Linked DNA regions of Mus musculus: regions 2, 3 and 4 are each linked to region 1. The links are chromatin contacts, called in public HiCAR-type and promoter capture Hi-C maps. All regions are on one chromosome and are shown on one strand. Each heading gives the region's core, a stretch centred on a gene start, on an enhancer-like site or on the middle of the called end of the contact. The rest is flanking DNA. Distances are from core to core; before and after follow the strand shown.

The links. Promoter capture Hi-C pulls out the DNA fragments that hold promoters and counts their contacts. HiCAR-type assays count read pairs that join an accessible place to other places.
Region 2: a promoter capture Hi-C map of pre-B cells shows a contact between it and region 1. The contact joins the promoter of Carhsp1 here to the promoter of Snx29 in region 1. A contact is called at or near these places in 2 of 39 promoter capture datasets (frontonasal cranial neural crest and pre-B cells).
Region 3: a HiCAR-type map of astrocytes shows a contact between it and region 1, with 2.7 times the contacts expected there. The contact joins the promoter of Ntan1 here to the promoter of Snx29 in region 1. A contact is called at or near these places in 2 of 39 promoter capture datasets (embryonic stem cells and liver) and 2 of 115 datasets of contacts at active chromatin or transcription factors (astrocytes and stem cell-derived neural progenitor cells).
Region 4: a contact with region 1 is called in a HiCAR-type map of astrocytes, with 6 times the contacts expected there. The contact joins the promoter of Bfar here to the promoter of Snx29 in region 1. A contact is called at or near these places in 2 of 39 promoter capture datasets (cranial neural crest and hippocampal neurons), 2 of 484 Hi-C or Micro-C datasets (CD8 T cells and embryonic stem cells), 3 of 115 datasets of contacts at active chromatin or transcription factors (astrocytes, embryonic stem cells and thymic regulatory T cells) and 1 of 9 other capture datasets (liver).

The regions. Positions count from the first base shown.
Region 1 is chr16:11,321,216-11,324,311 of GRCm38.p6, forward strand. Snx29 (sorting nexin 29) reads left to right here and starts at 1,689. Exons shown (of 21, transcript NM_028964.4): 1 at 1,689-1,763. The coding sequence starts at 1,757.
Region 2 is chr16:8,670,721-8,673,816 of GRCm38.p6, forward strand. It overlaps Carhsp1 (calcium regulated heat stable protein 1), which reads right to left and starts at 1,433. Exons shown (of 4, transcript NM_025821.2): 1 at 1,393-1,433.
Region 3 is chr16:13,817,753-13,820,848 of GRCm38.p6, forward strand. It overlaps Ntan1 (N-terminal Asn amidase), which reads left to right and starts at 1,499. Exons shown (of 10, transcript NM_010946.4): 1 at 1,499-1,684. The coding sequence starts at 1,604.
Region 4 is chr16:13,670,183-13,673,278 of GRCm38.p6, forward strand. Bfar (bifunctional apoptosis regulator) reads left to right here and starts at 1,676. Exons shown (of 8, transcript NM_025976.5): 1 at 1,676-1,896.

The DNA.
Region 1 (3,096 bases), core at 439-2,938:
TTGGTTTTTCGACATATCATTTTCCTTACAGGCTAGCCTTAAGCTCTTGATTCTCTCTGGACTGGGATTATAGGAAGGCAGGACCTGTTCCACACTTGGTCTGCCTCATTTGTGGAGTTGGAGAGCTCCACGTGAAGATGCTAGCATCTGGGGAGAGAGCGCTGTTTGTGTCCTCCCAGGGTGGAAGGTGGAAGATTTTAGCTGAAGCCATGTGAAACCTCTGTAGGACTTAAGACCACTGGTAAAGGGCAGCCTGCAGGTTTAGTCACCTCCCTTTCCTTTCTTTATTGGAATCAAATCCAGGATGGCACACATGTGTTCTTCCACTGAGCTACTACAGTTTCTAGCTCTTCATTATTTTCTTATTTCTGATCAAGAGCCTAAGTTCTCCAGGCTGGGTGACTCCAGCCTCATATCCAGCAGGCAAAATAGTCTTTCAACTCCATATTTAAAATAGGGCAAAACCCTGGATTTCACAGTTGCTGTGAATTTAGCTCTTGTGTTCTCTCAGCACCTACCCACCTTTCCTCTCACTGTTGCCTAGAGTCAGTTGGACAACTCTTGTAGTTCCCTTAACCCACTGACCCACTGTCATTCTCCTCAGACCCATTACAATGCATTCTCATTCTAGAAAGTTCTCTCTCTCTCTCTCTCTCTCTCTCTCTCTCTCTCTCACACACACACACACACACACACACACCCACCACAAATTCTCCCAAGTGCCTCAGGCAGTAATTCGATTCTTCTGTGAATGTTGGTATTAAAGGTGTGCATGGTCACACCAGGATTGTAAGTGAAGTTTCAAATTCTGACTGCATCACTGTGCTTTGCACTTTTATTCCCACATCCATCATCAAGAAAGTACAAACTCTCCTGCCTGCAGGGCCTTGCACGTGCTACTCCAACTACTGAACTATATCCACCACTCCGGTTTTACCACTCCGGTTTTACTTTTTATTTCGAGAGTCTTGAGAAGTTACCCAGAATGGCTTTGAATTCACCTTTTGTTTTTGTTTGTACAGAGAGTTGAAGCTTGGGCCTCCTGCATGCAAGGCATGTGCCCTCTCTACCAAACTTTTTTTTTTTTTTTTTTTTTTTTTCGAGTCAGGGTTTCTCTGTATAGCCCTGGCTGTCCTGCAACTCACTTTGTAGACCAGGCTGGCCTCGAACTCAGAAATCCGGGATTAAAGGCGTGCGTTACCACGCCGGCCATCCACAGCTCTTGAATTCTTGCAGCTCAGGCTCCTGACTTATCCTCTTGAATGTTGGGATTTAAAGCCTGTACCACCAGGCCCTGCAGGCCCATTACTCTTTTTTTCTCTCTTCTCTTTGAGACAGTCTCAAGCAGCCCCATCTAGCCTCGAAATCATTGAGTAGTTCAAGGTTGACCTTGAACTTCTGATCCACCTGCCTTCCCCCGAGTGCTGGTTTGACGGACATGCAACACACTACTCCAAGCTCTCGGTACGCGTATATCGCATCCTTGTCCGAACTTCAGTCTAAATGGATGTCTTTTTCTTGGCTCGGGGATTGGGAGGCATTGATTTTGTGAGGTGCCGGTTCTCTTCCCTGCTACCCTGGGGCGTCGATTTGCCCGAGTATTTTGGTTCCGGGTCGGGAGGCGGGCCCTAGGAGAGTCACTGCTTCCGGGGCGGGGCCAGCGGGCGGGGCGCGCGTTCTCCCGGCCTGTGTGGAGCTCGGCGGCTGCAGACGCGGCGGCGGCGGCAAGGCAGGCGGCGGCCCCGGGAGCAGCAACATGAGCGGTGAGTGGCGGCCCCGCTGCTGTCACCCGCCCCGTAGCGCCACTGCAGCCGCACGCTCCGGGCCCGGTGTGCTCACACGCTGCAGACCCCCGCGGGGTCGCTCGCAGGCTCGGAGCCCTGGCCCGGAGTCTCCTGCACCGCTCCCACTATCCCGGGGCTGGCGCTCCTGTCCCTCTGCCTCACCAGTGACAGCCAACTCCTAGAGCAGAGCTTGCTCCCAATTCCCTCCCAGACAGCCGATCCCTTTGACAGGTTTCCGCACCCCGGATTCTCAGATCTCTGGTACTTGCCTTAGTCCCTCTTTCTCCCGTGACCCTCCTGGGACTCAGCTCCAGTTACCAGCCCCTGGTTTTTAGTTATTCTCTGTTCCAGGTCTCTTCCACCCAGTGACTCCTCTTTCTCCAAAGGCAAAGAGCATCTCTAGACACCCCTGTCACACACAGCAAACCAGAGCGACAGCTCCGGGTCCCCAGAGGTCTCAGTGTTAGGACAGCTTTGTCTTCTTCCCTCCTCTTCCCTGCACCTGTGTCCCCAGAGCTGGCCAGTTAGCCTCGCAGCGTCCCTCTCCCGGTTGTGCCTTTTGTATTTGGGCTGTTAGTTCATGCTTCAGTTCTCTCCATGTCTTCCTCTAGCTCATCGTTTGAAGTCTCCGGTTGTGTCCTGAAGCCCTTTCCTTCTTGCCCAATGCTGAACCTAAATGGGGCTCAAGCGTTGCCCAAGCCAATACCACCAGCAGGGAGGTGGAGCGGGTGGGGAGTCTGGAAGTGAGAGGCAGGTGCTTGTGACGGCTTGTGCTCAGTGATACCGAAGTTTAGTCCCTTTGTCGGAGTCTGTGTCTTCAAGCCTCCCTCTGAAGAGTCCTGATGATGTTTTGATGTTTTGGTGCTAAGTCATTCCTGGGTGTTGCGCGTGGAGATGGGAGTGACTCAGGGAAGGCTTGTGTTGGCTGTTGATTCTCCTGCTGGACTCAGGGATCTGGATTCCCTTAGGAGGACCCGCCTACCCTCGTAGTTTCTGTTTTTTCTTACTGTGCAGCTGGATTTTCGTCTCTGCACCCAGTCTCTAGACTTGCACTCAGGTGTTTCATGGAGCGGAGAGGGTGCTAGGGCAAAGGAGCAAAGGGCAGTCTTAATTTTTTGTTTTTTAAATTATTTCTGTGCATCTTTAAAAAAACGTTAGATGCTTTTTGTTGCTCAAGAGCAAAGTTTATGGAACTGTGGTCTTATTGAGGGGACTAATGGAGGGGTTTTTACAGTTTACGTTCATCTGCCAAAGCAAATTACTGGGTCTAACTTAACACTAATGTTAACAAAAACGTGTGTGCCAGCATCCA
Region 2 (3,096 bases), core at 183-2,682, 2.7 Mb before region 1:
GCTCATGGTCACCCTGGAGGGTGAGGTGATGCAAGGGCACAGAGTGGCAACCAGGCTGTCGTCACCCAAGAGGCGATGATAGGGGGGAGGGAGGCCAAACTCTGAGGAGACCCCTGTCCCAGACCAGGGAATGGCTGAGCTGAGGCTTAAGGATCACTTAGGGACACAATGAACAGTCAGAGTCACAAAGCCGCTAGAGAAGGCCCTGTGGGAAAGTTCGAGCCTAATAGGACAAAGAACAGGAACATGGGACACAGATTGTAATTCGAGTTTTTAAGTGGTTTGAAGGATCTTGCTGTGGACAGTTCCTCTGTCTTAGTCTCCCCAGTGCTGTGAAGGAGAAGGAAGTTATTTACCGCAGCTGGCCTTGAACTAATTATGGAGCCACGATTGAACCTGAATCCTGAATCCTTTTTACCTCCCCAGTGCTGGGACTGCAGGCATAACCCACCACTACTGGTTTAATGACCAATTATTTTTCATTCTCTCCCTCTGGCTTCAGCTTGGAGAGAGAACATACTAAAAGCACCAAGAAGTAACAGTATGGTCAAGAGGGGAAGGTTTTTAAAAAGCCCCTATTTCTCCAGACACTTAGGCTAGCCAGCTCCCTCTATTCCAATCGGCGGGGAAGGGTGGGGGGGTCTCCTATTTTGCAAAGGGGCACCTCCATCTCTCAGAATCCAGGCCCTGAAGGAGAAGTGGGAATCTACAGCTGACCCTGCACAGACCTAAACTGCAACCTCAGAAAACTGTGAGCTCAGAGCCTGGTTTTTTTAAACAAAAAGCAAAACCCAACCTTGCATTTCCGGCCTGTAAACAGGACCGCCAGTCCCGGTGAAGTTTTCCTCTGTGCCCTAAGGCCCCCATCCTGGCGCAAACACCAAGCGAGCGCGCCCTGCCGCTCCTCCTCCCTACAGGCAGCCAACCGCGAGGGGTCAGGGCGGTTCCCCCTCTCCGGGCCTGGCTACTGTCCCGCCGCCCAGCATGCAGCTGGCGAGGCCCGGCCGTCGAGGACAGCTCCGCCTTCCTCTAGCCGCGAGTCTCCAGCACCTCCAGCCCGCCAGAAAACGCAGAGGGCGCGCCTCCTACGCTCAAAAAACAGGTGGCCCAGAGAGAAGTACTAACCGAAGTCAGACAAGTATCGGTGTTGTGGCCACACCCACCCGTCTCCCCTTGGGGACGGTGAGTAACCCGCGCTCCCCAAACTAGCCCGGGCGACTGGAGCACGTCCCGGAGGTGGGGGTGGGGGGGCACCCATCACGGAGCTGGAGAACGAGAAGGCCCCACAGAGGGGAAGCAAAGTGCAGAGCAGGCCTCGGCCCCGTCCCCGCGGCTCCAGAGATCCCGCGCACCATCACGCCCATCCCTAGGGTCCCAGGACCAGCCACTTACCTGGCGACACGTCCTACTCCTCCAGCTGCTGCTCTTCGACTGCAAGAAAAGATCGGGGACTTGGGGCGTGGCCGCGGGGCAGGGCGGAGTGTGAGACCACGCCCCTTGGAGCTCCGGGCCAATGGACGCGCGGCCCGGACCTTGGACTGGTCGGGGAGGAGGAGCGCGGCACAGCTGCTGCCGCAGGACCTTTGTGTTGATGCCCCGCGGGCGGGAGCCGGGGACTCGGCAGCGGCTGGAGGTGTTCTCCCCGCCACTCGCGGGTCTGCGGGCGCCCAGTGCCGGCCCGGTGCCCGGGAAAGTGGCACAATCGGGTCTCGGCGTGCTGTGCCTGCCACTCCCCAGCACAAGTCCGGCCCCAACCTGCCCTTGACTCGAGATAAGCGGGCGCCTTTTTTTTTTTTTTTTTCAAGAATTAAGAGATAGAAGGAAGGCGAGAGACAGAAAGGGAAATATAAAAATGAGAGGAGGGAGGAGTTGTTTTGTTCGTTTTCTATTGTCTAATTGATTTATTCTTCGTGGGCTGATTTTGAGACAGGATAGCCTCAGACTCCCTAATGGATTTGAGATGGGTGTGGGCACCAACCCCATGTTTTTTCAATTTTTATTTCTACTGAATCCCTGAAGCTTTATGTACTGGCTGGTTTTGTGTGTCAACTTGACACAAGTTAGAGTCATCCGAGAAAAAGGAGCCTCAGTTGAGGAAATGCCTCCATGAGATCCAACTATAGGACATTTTCTCAATTAGTGATCAATGAAGAAAGAGCCCAGCTGGTTGTTGGTGGAGCCATCCCTGGGCTAGTGGTCCTGGGTTCTATAAGAAAGCAGGCTGTGTAAGTCATGAGGAGCAAGCCAGTAAGCAGCTGTCCTCCATGGCCTCTGTATCAGCTCCTGCCCAGTTCCTGTCTTAACTTCCTTCAATAATTAACAGAAACATGGAAGTGTAAGCCAAATAAACCTCTTTCTCCCCAGTTTGCTTTTTGATCAATGGTGTTTTCATGGCAGCAATAGAAACCCTTAAGATACTTTATCTGTGGAAGTAAATGGTGTTTCTTCCAATTTTCAGAAAAGGAAACTGAGGCACAGAGACATGCTGTGATCTATCTCCATGGCCAACAAAGAGAGCAAGCCCTCAGCGTGACCCCCCCCCCAGGGTCAAATTCATATTTCCTAGGTGTGGGAAAGAGGTTCCCTGTAGGTGTGGTAGGCAGCAGCCCCCAGTCTTCCAAGAGATAGCTCATCCCTACTGAGACCCTCTAGACCTACCCCCAGGGCATGCTGAACCATCAAAATCAAGAAAGCCAACTCCTCAGGCAAAGAGAAGGGCTCCCTCGGCTCTCTGGCAGGGGGACTAGAAAATGGTACAGTCACCATTCAGGAAGGAAAAAAAAAAAAAAAGACAGATGCCCAGGCACGTGCCCACGAGGAGACTGAAGTATATAGTCACACAAGCTTTTTGGACCCCTCCATGATCGGTTTATTTATTTTTGAGGCAGTCTTCTGTGACCCAGTATGATTATGAACCATGGCTGTCACCTTTACTGGATCTGCAGTCACCTAAAGAGACAAGTCTCTGTGTATATCTTCTTGGCTAGGGAAATTAAAACGAGAAGGGCCGCCCTAACTGGAGACAGCAGTAAAACCTTTTTGGGTTTCGCCAGCTTGCTTTCCTGTCTTCATGATGGGTGCATCTGCTTTGTTGCT
Region 3 (3,096 bases), core at 249-2,748, 2.5 Mb after region 1:
CACCATTCTGAAGGGGAACTTGTCTCCAGAAGAGATCTCAATGAGACCTAAAAAAACTTGTCAGACCACAGAATGAGACTAAAGCCTAAATAATGATGGGTAGGATCCAAACCAGCAGAAATAAGGGCCTCAAACCGGATTTATCTGGCAACCGGATTTCTCTCTCCCTCTCTCTCTCTCTCTCTCTCTCTCTCTCTCTCTCTCTCTCTCTCCCTCCCTCTCTCTCTCCCTCTCCCTCTCCCTCCCTCTCCCTCTCCCCTCTCCCCTCTCCCCTCTCCCCTCTCCCCTCTCCCCTCTCTCTCTCCTCTCTCCTCTCTCCCTCCCAAGTGCTGGGATTAAAGGCATGCGCCACCACTCCACCACTGCCCGACTGTATTTCTTTATCTCATGCTAGTCTCCATAACATTAACCACGCGGAGAAAACAAGATTTATTCCAAGCAGCTCCTCAATAGCTGAGGAGTTAAATGATCTGTTAACCTCTTAAGATAATCTGGCTACCTCCCACCCATGACCCCAATTCTTATCGTCAGGTTCTTTGGGCTTCGTGTGTTTTCATGATCTTGCTCCAGACTCTTTCCTCATTGCTCCAGTTCATCCTCCTAGCCTATCTGAAACTTATGAAATATAAAGCTCCGGGATAATGCGGTGGGCGGGCCCATGTCAAGGTATCCCCCTGAGGAATCACACCTTGAGACAGATCAAATATAAAGATGAAATGAATAGGGATATAGAAAGGGGCAGAAGCGGAGGACAAAGAGAGGGAAGAGAGGCTGCCTGAGAACACATGGGAATAGAGAGTGAAAGAACTGGGGTAGTGACTCCTCTGTATGCTGGTGCTGCTGTCACACTTGCCTTGCACCTGGCGGGCAGCGGGCAATGACACAAGCTGTTGCTGGGTAGCTCTTGGCCTGAGCCTGGTGGAATTGTACACCAATAGAAACTCCCGCTCTCCTTCCCTGTGGTCCCTGCGTCAGACCCCAAGCCCCTCCTACTTCTCTTCTGCCCAGCTGCAGGCTGTAGGCACCTTCATTAACCAATCCGGGATAACTGGGGGGTGGGGGGTGAGGGGGAGGAGTTATATAACAAAAGCAGGTATATGTGAGGACCCTGTTTCTTCCGCGCTTACGCCCCCGCGGTGCTAGCTGGGGCCGCAATTCTCGGGTTCCCCACGCCTTCTGCACTACGTCTGCCAGCTGAAAGGGACGTTGACTGAATAAACTTTTGCGAATCAACTCGGCCGAGGCAGGGGTCAGGGCTGGGTGACGCAAAGCGCGAGGCTACCCTCGAGGTTCTCCTTTCCGCGTCCTTAATGCTCAAGTCTCTGCGACTACAGCTGCTGGCACCAGCCAGGAGGGACACGGGTAGTGAGTGGACGCCGACAAAGTTTGGACTACATCTCCCGTGATGCCTTGCAGCCCAAGGGCTATTCCGTCTCCTCGATCTCTTCGGGCTGCTCCACGTCCGCCTGGACTACACATCCGGGCCGAGTCCGCGGTGGGCGCGGCGCCCACGGTGGGCGTGGCATGCCCCGAGGCGGGGCGAAGCGGAGCGGGGCGGGGCGGGGCGGTGGCCACCTAACTCGGCCTGGCGGCGGCCTAGACGATGCCACTGCTGGTGGATGGGCAGCGCGTCCGTCTGCCACGGTCCGCTGTGGAGCTGGTCCGGGCGCACCCGCCTCTGGAGGTGAGCGACCTACCCGGGCTTTCGGGGCGGATGGGAACTCCGCAGCCCGGCCGCCGACGCGCTTTCACTAGGGACCTGGTGAGACGAGGCCCAGAGAGGTTAAGGTGACTTACGGAAGGTCGCACAGCGCGTACACAGCGCGAGGACACTCGGCGGGCTCTGCAAGTCGGGGCGCTCGTGCGGATCCCCGCATTACCCAGCTGCAGAAAGGTGTGGGCGGGGGTCCCAGTTCTTTGCGCGCTCATTCCTGCCCCCCAGGGCGTAGAGGGGCGCGGATTATTTTTTAGCTAGAAATAAGGGATTCGTTTGGAAGTTGCTGGGTCCGGGAGGACTGCTCCCTGATGGAGTCTTGTTCTTTCCTTGTGGGGACTTCTGAAAGAGGGCTCATAGTGAAGGCAGTGATGACCAAGTATCCCACATACTAATTTGGACTCAGCCCGTCCATGGATCTCACATAGTACAGTCTAGGACGGGACCTGTTTCCTAATCAGTTATAGCCTTGAAGGAAAGATGCCCACGTTCCCTCTGAGAGGTGAAGCACTGCGTCTCTGTGGAGTTTGTGGTTCTGTCTGCTTACTTGCTTTGTCTTCCCCTGGATCTGCTTCCTGGAGCAAATGCTTCCTGAAAGCAGATGGCATTGTGCTAACCGAATATTTGTTGGGTAAGTGAATGGGCAGAATGACCCCTGAGAACTACGGGACAGGGAGACTGACTGTTAATTTGAATTTCAAGACAGCCTGATCCTAATACTGGCTCCTACAAATCGGGCTAGGCACTGTACACTGTGTCGATGAAGCCAGAAATAACACAAGAAAAGTTCCAGCACTTCAAGGATTTAGGAGCCTCTCTCCTGTGTCTGAAACTTGTAGTTTTAGTGGCCACGCAGCACATTACATGAGGCAGAGACGAGGTGATGTAGGGTGGTGTCTCCGGAAGCAAGGGTTTGGTTTATTTAGGGAGACGCAGCCCAGAAAGGATGCAGAGTGGAGAGTTGGTTTTCAAGAGCAGGGAAGTGGGGCCAAGGAGGCCCCCAGTGAGGAGGGCAAAGAGGGCTGCACATAGAGGCCAGGGGAACAGTTGGAGTGAGGACTTCAGGCCCACTTGCCTTAGGGGATGATGTGAAGGCTCCGTAGAGGAAAGTAGAAAATCAGGTCCTTGGTCACAACCATTCTTCTAAGTTTTGGTTCAATTTTGTTTTTGAGACAGGATTTCTCTGTGGAGCCTTGGCTGTCCTGAACTTGTTCCGTAGACCATTCTGGCCTCAAACTCTGAGATCTACCTGCCTCTGCCTCCCCTACTTTATTTATATGCTAGGCAATCTTCTGTTTAAAAAGATTTGGGATAGGGTCTGTGTTGCTCTGGAGTCTCACTGTAGGCTGGCGTCTGGCTCTAAGAGCTCTTCTCTCTCCTTC
Region 4 (3,096 bases), core at 426-2,925, 2.3 Mb after region 1:
GAGTTCATTTGAATTCAGGACTAAACCTGTTCTACAAAGGTTGTGTCTTATTTATTTATTTATTTATTTATTTATTTATAATATATGTGTGCTCTCCTGCATATGTATCTGCTGCCTGAAGATGGCATCAGATCCCATTACAGATGGTTGTGAGCCACCATGTGGTTGCTGGGAATTGAACTCAAGACCTCTGGAAGAGCTCCCAGTGTTCTTAGCCATCTCACCAGCCCAGGGCTGTGTCTTAATAAGGAAAAATAATCTTAAATGGTAAATTCTGTTATGTATCTGTTATCACAATGAAGAAAAAAAGGTTTCTACCTTTACTAGATCACTCTCTAGAAAGTAAATTCTGCTAGCACAAATCAGTTTTACTCTTTACCAACTTGAAAAGAACACTCTCATTTATTCCTTTAGAGGTGGCTGATCTCAAACTCATTCCATAGCTAAGTCTCCATAGTCTTAAACTTTTTTTTCTTTTTCAAGACAGAGCTTCTCTGTACAACAGTGCCCTGGCAGTCTTAAGAGGACTCACTTTGTAGGCCAGGCTGGCTTCGAACTCACAGAGATCCTGCCTCTGCTTCCTGAATTCTGGGGTTAAAGCGCTACCATGCCTGACAGCCTTCAACTTCGAATCCTCTTGCCTACTCCTTGCCTCGTTTGGGGATTACAGGTGTGCCACCGAGCCCAGTTCGTTTATATGCTACTGGGATCGAACTCAGCACAGCTTGGTATGTTAGTCAAGCAGTGTACCAACTGAGCTTCATTCCCAGCCCCATCTCCAACAACGTAGAGATGTTAAAATTTTGAAAGATCAAATCAATGATTGTCCAATTAAAGCAAGCTGTATTTGGGGGGTACACCTAGGCTAACTGACTGTCTCCTCCTAAATCGGGTTTTGAGAGAGCAGCCTCTGCTGGCTTATAGGAGATAAGAGTTTAAAGAGTTGTTTAAAGAGTTGGCTATTGCCGGGTCTGGTGGCGCATGCCTTTAATCCCAGCACTTGGGAGGCAGAGGCAAGTGGATTTCTGAGTTTGAGGCCAGCCTGGTCTACAAAGTGAGTTCCAGGACAGCCAGGGCTATACAGAGAAACCCTGTCTCGAAAACAAACAAACAAACAAACAAACAAACAAAACCCGAGTTGGCTATTAACACGTTTTTATAAAGATACAATGAAAGGGAAGGAACGAGGGCACGTACATGTGAATGGGGTTGCAAACAGTTTATTAAATCAGAACTGAGAAACAGGAACTTTTTCTTTCTTTGGTTAAGTTTCACTATGTAGCTTTGACTGTCTTGGAATTCACTCCGTAGACTAGACTGGCTTCGAACTCACAAAGATCATCCTGCCAAGCATGGTCTCACAACGTCATAGATTGAAAACATAGTACCATTGAGTTCTCAACAGATCTAGATCAAGGTGGGTAGCTGCGGAGTAAATGTGATAACGCCATTTTACCCCAAATTCCGACTCTATAAATAAAACTTTAAGGACTGCTTCTGTGGTTTTCTTCATAAATGTGAAGTTAAGATCTATTACGATGCATTCGGGCACTGTGGGAGACTTTGATGGCTGAATAAAGCTAGCTAAATACGGGAACGCAATCCAGCTGGAACCTCCAGACCTGGGGCGGTGACTTCTGTGCTTGGCTCGGACGAAAAGGAAGGGGCGGGTCGCGTTGGTGCGCATGCGCCCGCATGCCCCTAGAGCAGCCGCTCTAGGCAGCCGGAGGTCGCACGGGGTTGAGAGCATAAAGAGGTCTCTCCTCTATGGTTGCGGGAGCTGATCGTAGTCGGCCCCTAGGCCCAGGTTATTTCCGGAAGCGAAGCCTTGTCCTCTACTTCCGCGGGGTCCTGGCAGGTGGCGGTGACAGAGTGGGTACCAGGACTAGTGGCGAGGTGAGCTTCGGCACGGTGTGGGGTGGTAATGGTCCGGCAGGGCGCTTGGCTTGAGAGTGCGGCGCGGGAGACGGAACTGAACCCGCTCCCGGAGCTGCGCTGGCGGGGACTGAACCCGCTCCCGGAGCTGCGCTGGCGGGGTGGGTCCAGGCTCTGGGGCCTCCTCACCCCGGCCTGGACGCGTCCCAGCAGGGCTGCGGACCGTAGCCCCTTCCCTTACGAGGCGAAGACCCACGCCACTGCAGGTCTCTAGTCCTCCCCCGCGTCGGGGTCTGGGTCAGAGCCACTCGACCCTGGGGTGGTGACAGAGATGGGTCTTGTTTCCACTTACTTGCGGGCTATGGGCGCCCGCCACGTCGGCTAAATCCGAGGCACCTTCCTGTCCCAAGGCAGAGGGTTTCATAATGGGAAGTGAGGATAACGGAACATCAGACTCCAAAGTGACACCGAGGCTGACCTAGAACTTAGCTCTTCTCATTCCCATACACACGACTCAAAAATCGTGTGCTGATGAGAGCGTGTGTGTGTGTGTGTGTTTTAGAAGAGAGACGCTGTGTCTAACTGGGGACCTTTAACTGGGCAAGGGGCAAACCCCTAACTTTGGTTGAGAAGAGAAAGTGGGAGCCATTGGGTCCTCCCCACGGAAGCCCATTGGCCCGCCCTTGGAGTGGCCCCAACGTCACACCAGGAGAGGCCAATGCGAAGGAGTTTTCCTTTCACCTTTAGGTACGGACTGCACGTGCTGATGAAGTTTTATTTACTTTTGTCAGTGCTCTTTTATAAACAGCCTGGATGTGTCCCGACCAAAGTGCACGGTATATGCCAGGGAATATCGTCCATAAACCTGATGGGAAAGCTGTACTCTGTCCAGGCTGTTCACACACACACACACACACACACACCCTTTTCCCCCTTTCTCTCTGGCAGTATAAATGCTAACCACACTGTTAACAGCATTCAGTAAAATGTGACAGTTAGTAATGCTATTATTATCAGTCAGCAAACTTTTTACCTGGTCGAAGTTTGACATCTAATCCCACAATCCTTTAGCGATAATATTAGTATGGCTTGATAAATGGAAAGTAATGAAGCTCGAGGAGAACAAAGGGTGACCAGATTGGGAGCCCAGGTTGGCCTCGCTCTGAAGACTTAACTTTGGTTTTGGTTCTTTGTTTGTTTATTGGGGGGGGTGCATTTTGA